Regions from separate parts of the Mus musculus genome. Here region 1 is linked to region 2. Evidence: chromatin contacts called from public Hi-C data. All regions are on one chromosome and are shown on one strand. The core of a region is the stretch at or near the end of the contact, and the rest is flanking DNA. Distances in the headings are between cores, read along the strand shown.

Region 1 (4,943 bases), core at 170-2,669, 83 kb before region 2:
GGCATTCACACATCCCAGTGGCTCATTTGCTCACCGCCCCAGCATGTTCTGTTTAGTGGCATTTGACATAACATGAATAATTTCAGCCAATGAGTTTGTTTACTGAGATTCTAATTCACATCTCTGTGGGGAAAGAGCTCTCAGGCAGAGGCTTCTTTGTCCCTCACAGCACTAACAGGCACGCTTGCCTGTGTGCTCTCTTGCCCCTCTGTCTTGTATGCCAAGAATAAAGGACCTGACCTCTCTAGCATGTCACCTTTCTCAGTGTAGGCTCTGCAGCTAGCAGCCTTCCCAATCAGAGGTTATATCACCCACTGAGACAAAAAGCAGGCTTGCTTACTGCTTGCTATAGACCAGCAGATTCCCTGAGTGGAGAGTTCCTCTCCTCACCCCTTCCTCTGTGGACATCAGCCATATTGGAACTGGACACACAGAGCTCATTTGCATGGTGTCACCCAGCTAGTTTGTTGCTGCTGGGTCATCAGTCAATGCTGACCCGTAACCTATGCATCTGCTGCCAGCCTCCCTGGAAGGACAGCCTCAGAGCCTGAAAGTCGGAGAAACCAAGTCCTCAGTGCTTGGGAGCATGGCCTCACCTACAAACAGAAGTCCACACAGCAAGGAAGCCCAGCATCCTCCAGACATGTCACAGGCAATTTTCAAAGGGAAAAACATAGCACTTCTGAGATAAACAACTGATGATGTAAATTAAGCACTACCCTTCTTGCTAGTACATACAGAAAGTCTAGCCTAGAAAATTATTTTAAAGACTTTTGATAATATAATTTTTTAAAACCAGCCCTCAAGAGATTTATTGATGAGTTTCCTGCATATATATATATATATATATATATATATAGGCAAGGAGAATCTAAAATATGAATCAGGAGGAAAAATATCACTTAAAAGTCATAAGAGGAGTTTAGTTCTTAGCTTACAGAGACTTACACTTTACAGTTTCATTACTTCTTTTCCCTTAATAGCATAGAACATTCATGTGGATGCATAATTAACCATGCATTCTACAAACACTGCCATTAGCCACACCCCAGTTCCCAGATCCATCACCCTTCACACTGAGTTACTAGTTTTTAGTTTGGATATTATTTCCTTACATAAGAAAGACCTTTAAGCCTTTCTGAGTTCCTTCTGACCACAAACTAGAGGACTGGTCAATGTCAGTCGACTTTATCAGTTGAACAAATGATGAGATGACACAGGGAACATAGAAATATACTCTTTCAGGTTGTGAGCATTTTGTTTTCCAGACCAGACTGGCATTTTGTATGAGATTCGGAAAGTATCTGCTCTTGACTTGTCCTCCCCTTTCTCCTTCTTGGCTTCCTCCTCCTCTCCTCCATCAACCCAGCTGCTCAAACTTTTACAAGTTCCCACGGGGCCTGAGAATAAAGTCAGATGATAAACAGCCATGATAAGGTACCAAATAATGACTGTAGAGAAGCCAAGACAATGAGAGAACAAGAGAGTGAGAAAAGGAGGGGAAACATCTGTGTTTGCAAGGCTGGGAGCTATGAAGCTTCTATTAGAAGCATTGTTTTATTCAAACATACTCTGTTCTGCTTTCCCTTAGCGGCCAGTAAGAGTTGACCTGAAACAGCTAACTCATTCTGTAGATTAAAGGTGTGGTGGAGATTTTAAAACCTCTTACCTAAAAATTGGGCTGCTAAAGAGAAAAATAACGAGTAATTAACATGTACTTAGTTCAATATCTCCAGCTCTGCGCTGTATCTGTTTCTTGCGTGAAAACAGTAAAATCCCCCAAAAGTTCAATTAGCCAAGGAGTCCTTCTTTAAGAGGTCTACTGTAACTCCATCCTCTCTGTCTTAGAATTTTACTACCCAGATTCTCCAAGGATTCCAGAGCAATAATGTAAGCCTCCAGGAGCTTCCCCCCCCCCATCCTCTGCTTTTTATCCTGTCTACCTTTAAATTGCTAATATGTCACTGGTCAAGCAATTTCAATGCAGCATCTGGAGGTCTATGTGACAGTGTCAAAGGTCCAAAGCCCTTCAAATAACATCACCAGCCACACACACTGAACACCACCTGTGCACATAAACAACAGCGACGTATTGCTCATGACTCTGAAGGCTGGAAAGCTGAAATCAGGAAGAAAGGGGGTTCTACTGTGATGAAGGCCATGTCCTTGGCTGCAGACTAACCTCTGGTGCTCTCATGTAGTGGGCAGAAGGCGAGGTAGAAATCCTATCACAAAGACTCCACTCTCTGACCTAAGAACTTCTGACTGACAAATCACAAACATCACCACCCCAGGAGCACCCGCTCCAACAGTGAAGGCAGGTAGCCAGTCAAGGAGACCCACTGATGGTCCGTGTCAGGACTCCCTCTTGCCTTACTTAAAAATGTAAGACCAAGGCAAAATGTCTGATGTGAAGCAAGTTCTGACCTTAGGGCTGGCTTCATATGAAAATTATGTTCAAAGACATAATATGCATGTATTTCTACCTAATAAATGAAAGAAAAGTGTTTTAACGTGGATCAGGGATGTACCTCAGTTGGTAGAGTGCTGGGTGAACATGCACAAATTTCCAGTGTTATAGAAACAAGGTGTGGTAATGCATGCCTGCAGTTCCAGCACTCGGAAGGTGGACCCAGAAAGGTCAGATCATTGGGAGTTGGAGGCTAGCCTGAACTACTCTTTAAAACAAACAACAAAAGGGCATATTGGCAACATTGCTAAGGTTTCTTTTTAACTGGATATATTTTATGATATTCCCTCATGTCTGTGAGAAACATTTTAAAGTAGAGAAGAGTGTTGATCACAAACAGACAATCGTAGCTCTAAAATGAAACCTTTTAAAAGTCATTTTGTTGTTATTGCTTATGTCTTATATATATATGACAGGTCTCACTGTAAAACTGCCATGGAATAAGCAGACCAGCTGGACCTCAAACCCACAGCTTCCTGAGTCCTAGGGTTCAAGACACCTGGCTTTGGAGTTATTTTAAAATTTTACTTGTTATATATCAAAACACAATCTCTTAGTTTTGAAGTGCTTCCCTCAGTTTGTTAGCTTTTCCAGAAAGTTAGCCGTTGATGACATGCCATGGCCAGCTAACATAATAGGTCTCTTATTGGTTAGACTGAGTCCCTACAATTGTCAACTTGGCCTTACACTGACCTTGTTAGCACTGGTAAAAAAGTCATTTGCCATCGATAACCAGGCTTTCCTTTCCACCATGAGTCTTCCAAATTCTTCTTGAAGCCGATTCAGTTTCTGGTTAGAGAGCTGTAGATGTTCCTTTCCTGCCAAGTCCTTGGACAATAGAATCCCCAAAGCCTGGCTTTTCAGCTTCTCTACGGCCGAATCCCATTCCTACAAGAGAACATTCTCTTTAGTGACTGCACACAGACTCTGACATGAGTTGAATGTTTGTGCCTCTGTCCCCCAAATCCAAATGTTGACATAGCATCCCCAAATATGATGGTTTCAGGAGGTGGAGCTTTGGGAAGTCATTAGGTCAAAGGGTAGAAACTGTGTTCTAAAGATAGTATTTCTATAGCACTTTCTGCTATCTGAGAACACAAGGGGAAGTTAGTCTGCAACCCAGGAGAGAGCCCTCATCACAATGGAACCCTTGTCCCTTCCCAATCTCAGTCTTCAAACCTCCAGAATCTTCCAGAATCATGAGGGATGCATTAGTACTGTTTGTAAGTTTTCTTGTCTATGTTACTTCAAGTTATAGCAACTAAAACTAAGACACCTGCTTTTAAATCCCCTGATAAGATTTGGGGGGACATTCTTAGAATTGGGAACAAAACACCCATGGAAAGAGTTACAGAGACAAAGTTTGGAGCTGTGATGAAAGGATGGACCATCTAGAGACTGCCATATCCGGGGATCCATCGCATAATCAGCTTCCAAACGCTGACACCATTGCACACACTAGCAAGATTTTGTTTGCTGAAAGGACCCAGATATAGCTCTCTCTTGTGAGACTATGCCGGGGCCTAGCAAACACATAAGTGGATGCTCACAGTCGTCTATAGGATGGAACACAGGGCCCCCAATGGAGGAGCTAGAGAAAGTACCCTAGGAGCTAAAGGGATCTGCAACCCTATAGGTGGAACAACATTATGAACTAACCAGTACCCCAGAGCTCTTGACTCTAGCTGCATATGTATCAAAAGATGGCCTAGTCGGCCATCACTGGAAAGAGAGGCCCATTGGACATGCAAACTTTATATGCCCCAGTACAGGGGAATGCCAGGGCCAAAAAGTGGGAGTGGGGGGGCAGAGAGTGGAGGGGGGAGGGTATGGGGGGACTTTGGGATAGCATTGGAAATGTAAATGAGGAAAATACCTAATAAAAATATTATTAAAAAGATTTGGGGGACATATATCCAAAATCTGCCATTATATTTTCAATCATAAAGTCATGTAGAATTCAATAAGCCATGTAGAAGTAAATGTGGGTTTGAGTACCAATCTACAATCACAGCAGAAAGGGATACAGAAAACAGGCACCAGAAGAGAATGAGGGGTGGGGGAAGGGCAGAGTGACTGATGGATCACCCTATATGCAGGTCACATCCATTCCTGTTACCATTGCCTCTCGCTCCCATTACCTGTACCTCTAAAGAAACACATCTCTAACTCATTGTGTTCTATTCGTATTCATTCAAGTGTAAAAAGAGTATCTGTCCCACCATTCAGGTTCCTTGTCAGTGGAGCAAATATGTACAACAAAAGAAAGAGAAATCGAATGTCTATGGCTATTGTTTTTGTGTTGAGATTCATTACTCATTGTAAAATAAATACCCGTCATCATGCAGTATTTTCTTCTTGGTCCCAGTTTTACACATTAATGCTTCACACTTGATGATGTATAAGCATATCAGAAAAAGAAGTAGCTTTCTACTTTATGTGGCAGGAGAAATAAAAATGCAACCAATAAAGA
Region 2 (5,138 bases), core at 1,986-4,485:
GCTGGCATCTGAAATCTCATGGTACAGAAAGCCATTCTCTCTCTCTCTCTCTCTCTCTCTCTCTCTCTCCACTCCCCCCCCCATGGCTCCCTGTAGAGGTCACTGTGTGAATTAAGTGATACCCCACATTCATGGCCTGCACTCACCCATGTGTCCTGTACGCTAGTACCCAAAGCAGACAGATATTAAAGACAGAATGAAATGCACTATGACAGCTTTTAGAACAAGGGTCTGCACATTTTTACCTTGCTCGGAATCTCACAAATGATGTAGCTGGCTTTGTTTCTTACGCGGCATCCCAAATCAGTGTTAACTTTACATTCTTAAGTAACTACAATTTGTTGGGTCTAATTTTACTAATAATGTCATCTGGTTTCAATAACTCTTAATACTAAGCATAAAATCAGATATTTTAAAAAATGATTTGTCTACATTATGCTTATCAGAAGGTTGCTTTAGCAACAGAAAAGGTAGAGCTGATGTTGTGTGTTAATGCATGGAATGACAAGGTAGTGGAGTTTGTTTCCACCGGGATGGCCAGTGGAGAGGTTCTCCTACTGAAAAGACGGTGAAATATTGTGCCTCAGTATTTTCTATTGCATGTAGGACAACTTTAAAAATGCAACTTGTTTTGTATTTTATTGGGCATGCATGCGTGTCCGTGTGTCTGCCTGCCTTTGTGTGTGTTCTTGTGGAGGCCAGAAAACAACTTGGGTAACATCCTGAAGGGTACAGCCACATCGTTTGAGATGGCATCTCTCACTGGTAGGTAGCTCACCAATTAGGCTGGGCCAGCCTGTCAGCAGACTTCAGGGAACCTCCCATTTCCTGTGCTACTGTGCCTGGCCTGCCTGCCTGTTTCCCATGGACTCTAGGGATCCAACCCAGGTGGTCATGTTCGAAAGGCAAGGACCAACTGAGCTGTTTGTCCCGTCCTTGATATTTCTTTCCTAGGCTGATGCTTGCGCGTGACAGCAGTGGTTTTTCCATTCGCTAACAGCACTGAATTAAAATGGCCAAAGCAAGTCAGAGCAGCGGGACCAGAGGAAGGAGAGAACCGGTCTCACCTTACTTTGGAGTGTTGACTTTGCTTCGACTCAGAGGCTCTTACCTTAAGCTTGGCCAGAAGCAGCTCATGATCGTGAAGGAGTTTTTTGGTTTCATCTTGACTGCTCCCAATTTCGAGGAGATTGGGCTGCGATTCAGCCAGTTGGAGTCGTACCCATTTGCCACACTAAAAACAAAATGTGAAGTGAACTTTTATTCTCTCTCCCCCTTCTCCTTTTCCCACCTTGTAATTTTAATTTCCAGTTACACTATGAACACTTTCTCCTTCCACGGGGATGGTCTGCCGTGTTGAAATGCAACAGGTCTGATGCAAACCTGTGCCGGGTCCTTCTTTTATCCCTAGAACACGTTTTCTCATGGAGAGCAGGTTTGAATTCTTTAAACTCCCAAATGACAAATGTGTGCTGTGTGTGCGTTAGATGGTGATCAGTTCTTCACCATCACCGGAAGAATTCACACAAAACATCTCTAGACAGAGAGGGACACTTCACAGAGGTAGAGCGGGGTGGAACTTCACTATGGACCAGACCTGGGCTTTCCCTGCCCATCAATACAAACTTTGCTCTCTGAAGAGGCTGAAGTGCCTTTTCTTTGGAGATGGCAGTGGGGAAGGGAGCTGGAGAGGGGACCGTGAGTGGTTTTTCTGAGAAACAGAATCCAGCTTAAAAGACTTTTCTATATTGTTGTTAAAGTTTGTATGTTCGTTGTACCTCTGACTATCTCATAGGTTGTTGTTTAAGTATTGTGACTCCGTCTACTCTATGAATGTTTTAAGTTTGAGAAAAAGTAATGTTTACTAAAAAACAAAAAAGTCCTAGATTTGCTTCTCTTCCATCCCTGCTGGAATCTACATGTTGCCCAAAGCGTCTTTAAATCGTGTGCAAGTGACCTGATTGCACTGGGGAAGCCATGGTCCTTGTCATTCCCACTCACACCTCTGCTGAGGACAGGATGGGGAGTGGAGCTGAAGTCCTATTTGTTGTGCAGAAGTCTCCCAGTACTGAGAACCCCCCACCCCCACCCCCACCCAGCTAAGGCCTTGAGCAGGACCCTGCATTCCATGCCTCTTCAGAGAATTGCTTTGCTCAATGTCAAGCTCGGCTTTTCTCCTACACAGCTTCATGCTACTATACAATTTTGCAGCATGTAAATCCAATAGGCCTTGTAGCCAGGTATTTGTTTGTTTGTCGTTTTGTTTTACCAGGTTTGCTTTCATTAAACCTGAATTATTTGGGTGGCATAGTGTCTAAAGAGCAAGCTTATAGTCCAGAGGATCTTTCATGATGATTTCAGTCAGAGGAAAAAAAAAAAATCATGGGAGCCTCGTACAACCCAAAATAATGTGTGGCCATCTTTGCACAATTAGACATAAAACAATTAGACATAAAACACACAGTTAAGGCCCGAGTCACTGCACTTTCCTTTTCTCAAGAGGGAGAGGCAGTTTAATAAGTAGTCTGTGGCAGTCTCCATCCCCCTACAGTGGGAGAAGTATTTAGCGTTGCCTTTACCAGTGAAAACCGGTTCTGGGAGGCTTCTGGTGCATCCAGTTCTCTCAAGCTCAGGACAGTGCCCCACTCTGACCTGCCTCCCCATTCTCCATCACAGCCACTCAGAAATCTCAGGCACTGTCCTGGCCACCCAACTCTCCTGGAATTCCTCAACCTTCATCACATGCGCCTCGCCTGTAAGGACCAAACTGAAAGTACACAGTAAAGTTTGTTGGAAGGCGCTCTAGAGGCGTTTTACCCTGAAAAGCAGCTGCCAACTTGTTGGAACTTAGCAGTCCTCTGTCACGGATTTAAGTGGCGAAGATCACTTGTTATTTGTCATCTGCTCTGCATTATCCTCCCGTGCTCTCAGCCATTCCGCCAAGAGCCCCCCAGCCACACAGAGGAAAGCAAGCTGTGAGTTTACCTTGACAACGGCGATCACGATCTTGGAGTCCCCAGCGTGCACGGCTACAGAGCTGACAGTGGTGGTGGAAGCACCCACATGGGGACTTTCTTTGCAGGACATGGCACTTTAGAAGCAGGGCTTAAACCCCGAGCAGCCTTGGTAGTGATGCTGTCTGCTGGTCATGTCAGAAGGCTTCCACGAGGCTACCGGGACTCTTTCAGGGAACGCGCCTCTGTTCACACTGATTGCCCGGCCAAAAGGAAAGAACAGGAAGTTAAAAATAGACAGCCCCATTGAGCTTATCGAGAGGGAGGGGGAAAGGGGAGAGAGAGTTACACTCGCGGGGGGGGGGGGGGGGGGAGGGAGGGAGATGGAGAGAGAGACACAGAGACAGAGCACCACCCCCCTAGTATGGTAACAGAAAGTGCCAGTTATTTGAACCATTATCTGAAACTCGAGGGACAGCTTTGAGCTCTTTGCCTATCAGCTGATGTCTGATAGCTAATGGAAAAAAAAAAAACAAAAAAAAACTACATCCTGACAACCCAAATTAGTTTTGCCATCGAAACTAAACAGTTGTAGCTATGGACTTTGCAACCAGAAAGTCACTGACCTGGATATCAGTCTTTTCAAGTCTTCTTCGTGCAAAGAAAACTACTAAAAATGACTCTCTCTCTCTCTCTCTCTCTCTCTCTCTCTCTCTCTGTCTCTCTCTGTCTCTCTTTCTGGTATTTATTTGAGGAGTTAAGTATTTTTAAAACAACTCACCCAGGATTTATCAAGAACTACACATCTTCCTGGGATTTCTCTGTGACTGTTTTCTGAACAGTATTTTCCAATTCAGCCAGCAAACAGCTGTGAGAAAGCTCAGCACTTCCATGCTTCTTGTTAACTCTAAGAAATGTGTTTTCTTTGTAGTGAACATTTTGTTTCTTTTTTGTTTGTTTTTGGCTCTGCTTTGTTTAGCCTCCTAGACTGTTCTGGCTCCCCCCGCCCCCCACCTCTCTTTCTTTGTAAATCCCCATTTCTACCTGGAGAAAAAAAAATTTTCAACTAGCTTCAAATCAGAGTGAGGCTCACAGATTAATCCTATTGCTAGAAGCTCTGCCTCTGTCAGAAGTTGTCTGTGGTATTAAGCAGCAGCTGTTGGAGCCCTGTCAAAGAACAGCTGAAAATAACACCACTGAAGTTTAGGTCAGAGGTCAGAGGCAAACACATCAGAGACACTAACTCCAAATCTGATGAAACCACTGGAGAGCCCTGGGATGAAAGATAAACCCGAGGACGGAGCCATAAACGGAGCCAAAGGAACCCACTCCCTGTGTAGCCCCCCTTAGCTCTGAGTAAAAGCACGTTAGACCCTGGGCCGACAAGGCGGGGGCTGCGTAAGCAGTGCCACTGATTTCTTATGCTAAGGCTTATGAAAACATTGTTGAGTTGAAATGTGGGCGAATGCGTGCACACGCACACGTACGTGGGTGTCAGCAATTGCTCTTCTTTCCCTGGCTGCTCTGCATACTGTACACCCTTGGACCGGCGCTTCTGCTTTTCAGCATCTGCCTGCCTCTCTGATGAGATGGGAAACACACCAAGATCCCTGCTCCTAGATTGAACAGACTTCACCTAACACCGCGACGGCAGCAGCCGGAGTGAGCTAGCTCTGGTCAGCAGGCGCCAAGATCCTGGACAGTGTAGAACCTGTTCTGAGTGGTTTCAGTTTGGGGCGGGGCGGAGGAGTTCTCGGAGAAATAACCACTTCTGGACATTAAAGATAGTTTCTTCCACTGAGCCAGTATGTAACCGGGCTGGGTAAACCAAAGCAATTCAACTACAACCAGCTTTCAGCCCTAATGAGAGAGATTCAGAATGCCCATGGCTTAAACTAAATGCACAGCAGGTATTGCTTAAGTCCTTATCCATCTTGCCAACCAGAACGGCAAACATCAACCTGCATACAAACAGCACATTTTCACCCTAAGCTAACCCCGGGCTGCACGGCTCACAAGTTGCATAAAGGCCCTCACGAGTAGAAAGGAATTTGGGGCAGCAAGCTGCAAAGAGCGCAGGCTAAATCAGCTGCTCCATTCACAAAGCTTCACTTAGGATGGAAGACTGTGTGCAAAGGTTTGGAGGACAGCGAGGGACTTCTGGAAATGGCGGTCAGTTAGACA

Evidence for each region. A called contact is a pair of places that touch in the nucleus more often than the background predicts.
Region 1: a Hi-C map of uterus shows a contact between it and region 2, with 1.9 times the contacts expected there. The contact joins the enhancer-like site here to the promoter of Ccdc141 in region 2. A contact is called at or near these places in 9 of 39 promoter capture datasets (the 3T3-L1 cell line, 3T3-L1-derived adipocytes, cranial neural crest and 4 more), 9 of 484 Hi-C or Micro-C datasets (the 4T1 cell line, the G1E-ER4 cell line, the HL-1 cell line and 4 more), 5 of 115 datasets of contacts at active chromatin or transcription factors (the SCID.adh cell line, cardiomyocytes, a colorectal cancer cell line and 2 more) and 2 of 9 other capture datasets (embryonic stem cells and pancreatic islet).

Annotation. Positions count from the first base shown.
Region 1 is chr2:77,085,907-77,090,849 of GRCm38.p6, forward strand. Ccdc141 (coiled-coil domain containing 141) reads right to left here. Exons shown (of 24, transcript NM_001025576.3): 7 at 3,164-3,358. Among named protein-coding and RNA genes, the nearest start is that of Gm39862, 18 kb to the left of the region's middle. Within about 2 kb of position 1,420, at least 4 of the 459 cell types and tissues checked have an H3K27ac peak or open chromatin away from gene starts, as enhancers often do. A contact at or near this core is called in the SCID.adh cell line and uterus, where this site is marked.
Region 2 is chr2:77,167,400-77,172,537 of GRCm38.p6, forward strand. It overlaps Ccdc141 (coiled-coil domain containing 141), which reads right to left and starts at 3,236. Exons shown (of 24, transcript NM_001025576.3): 1 at 2,986-3,236; 2 at 1,112-1,234. The coding sequence starts at 3,087.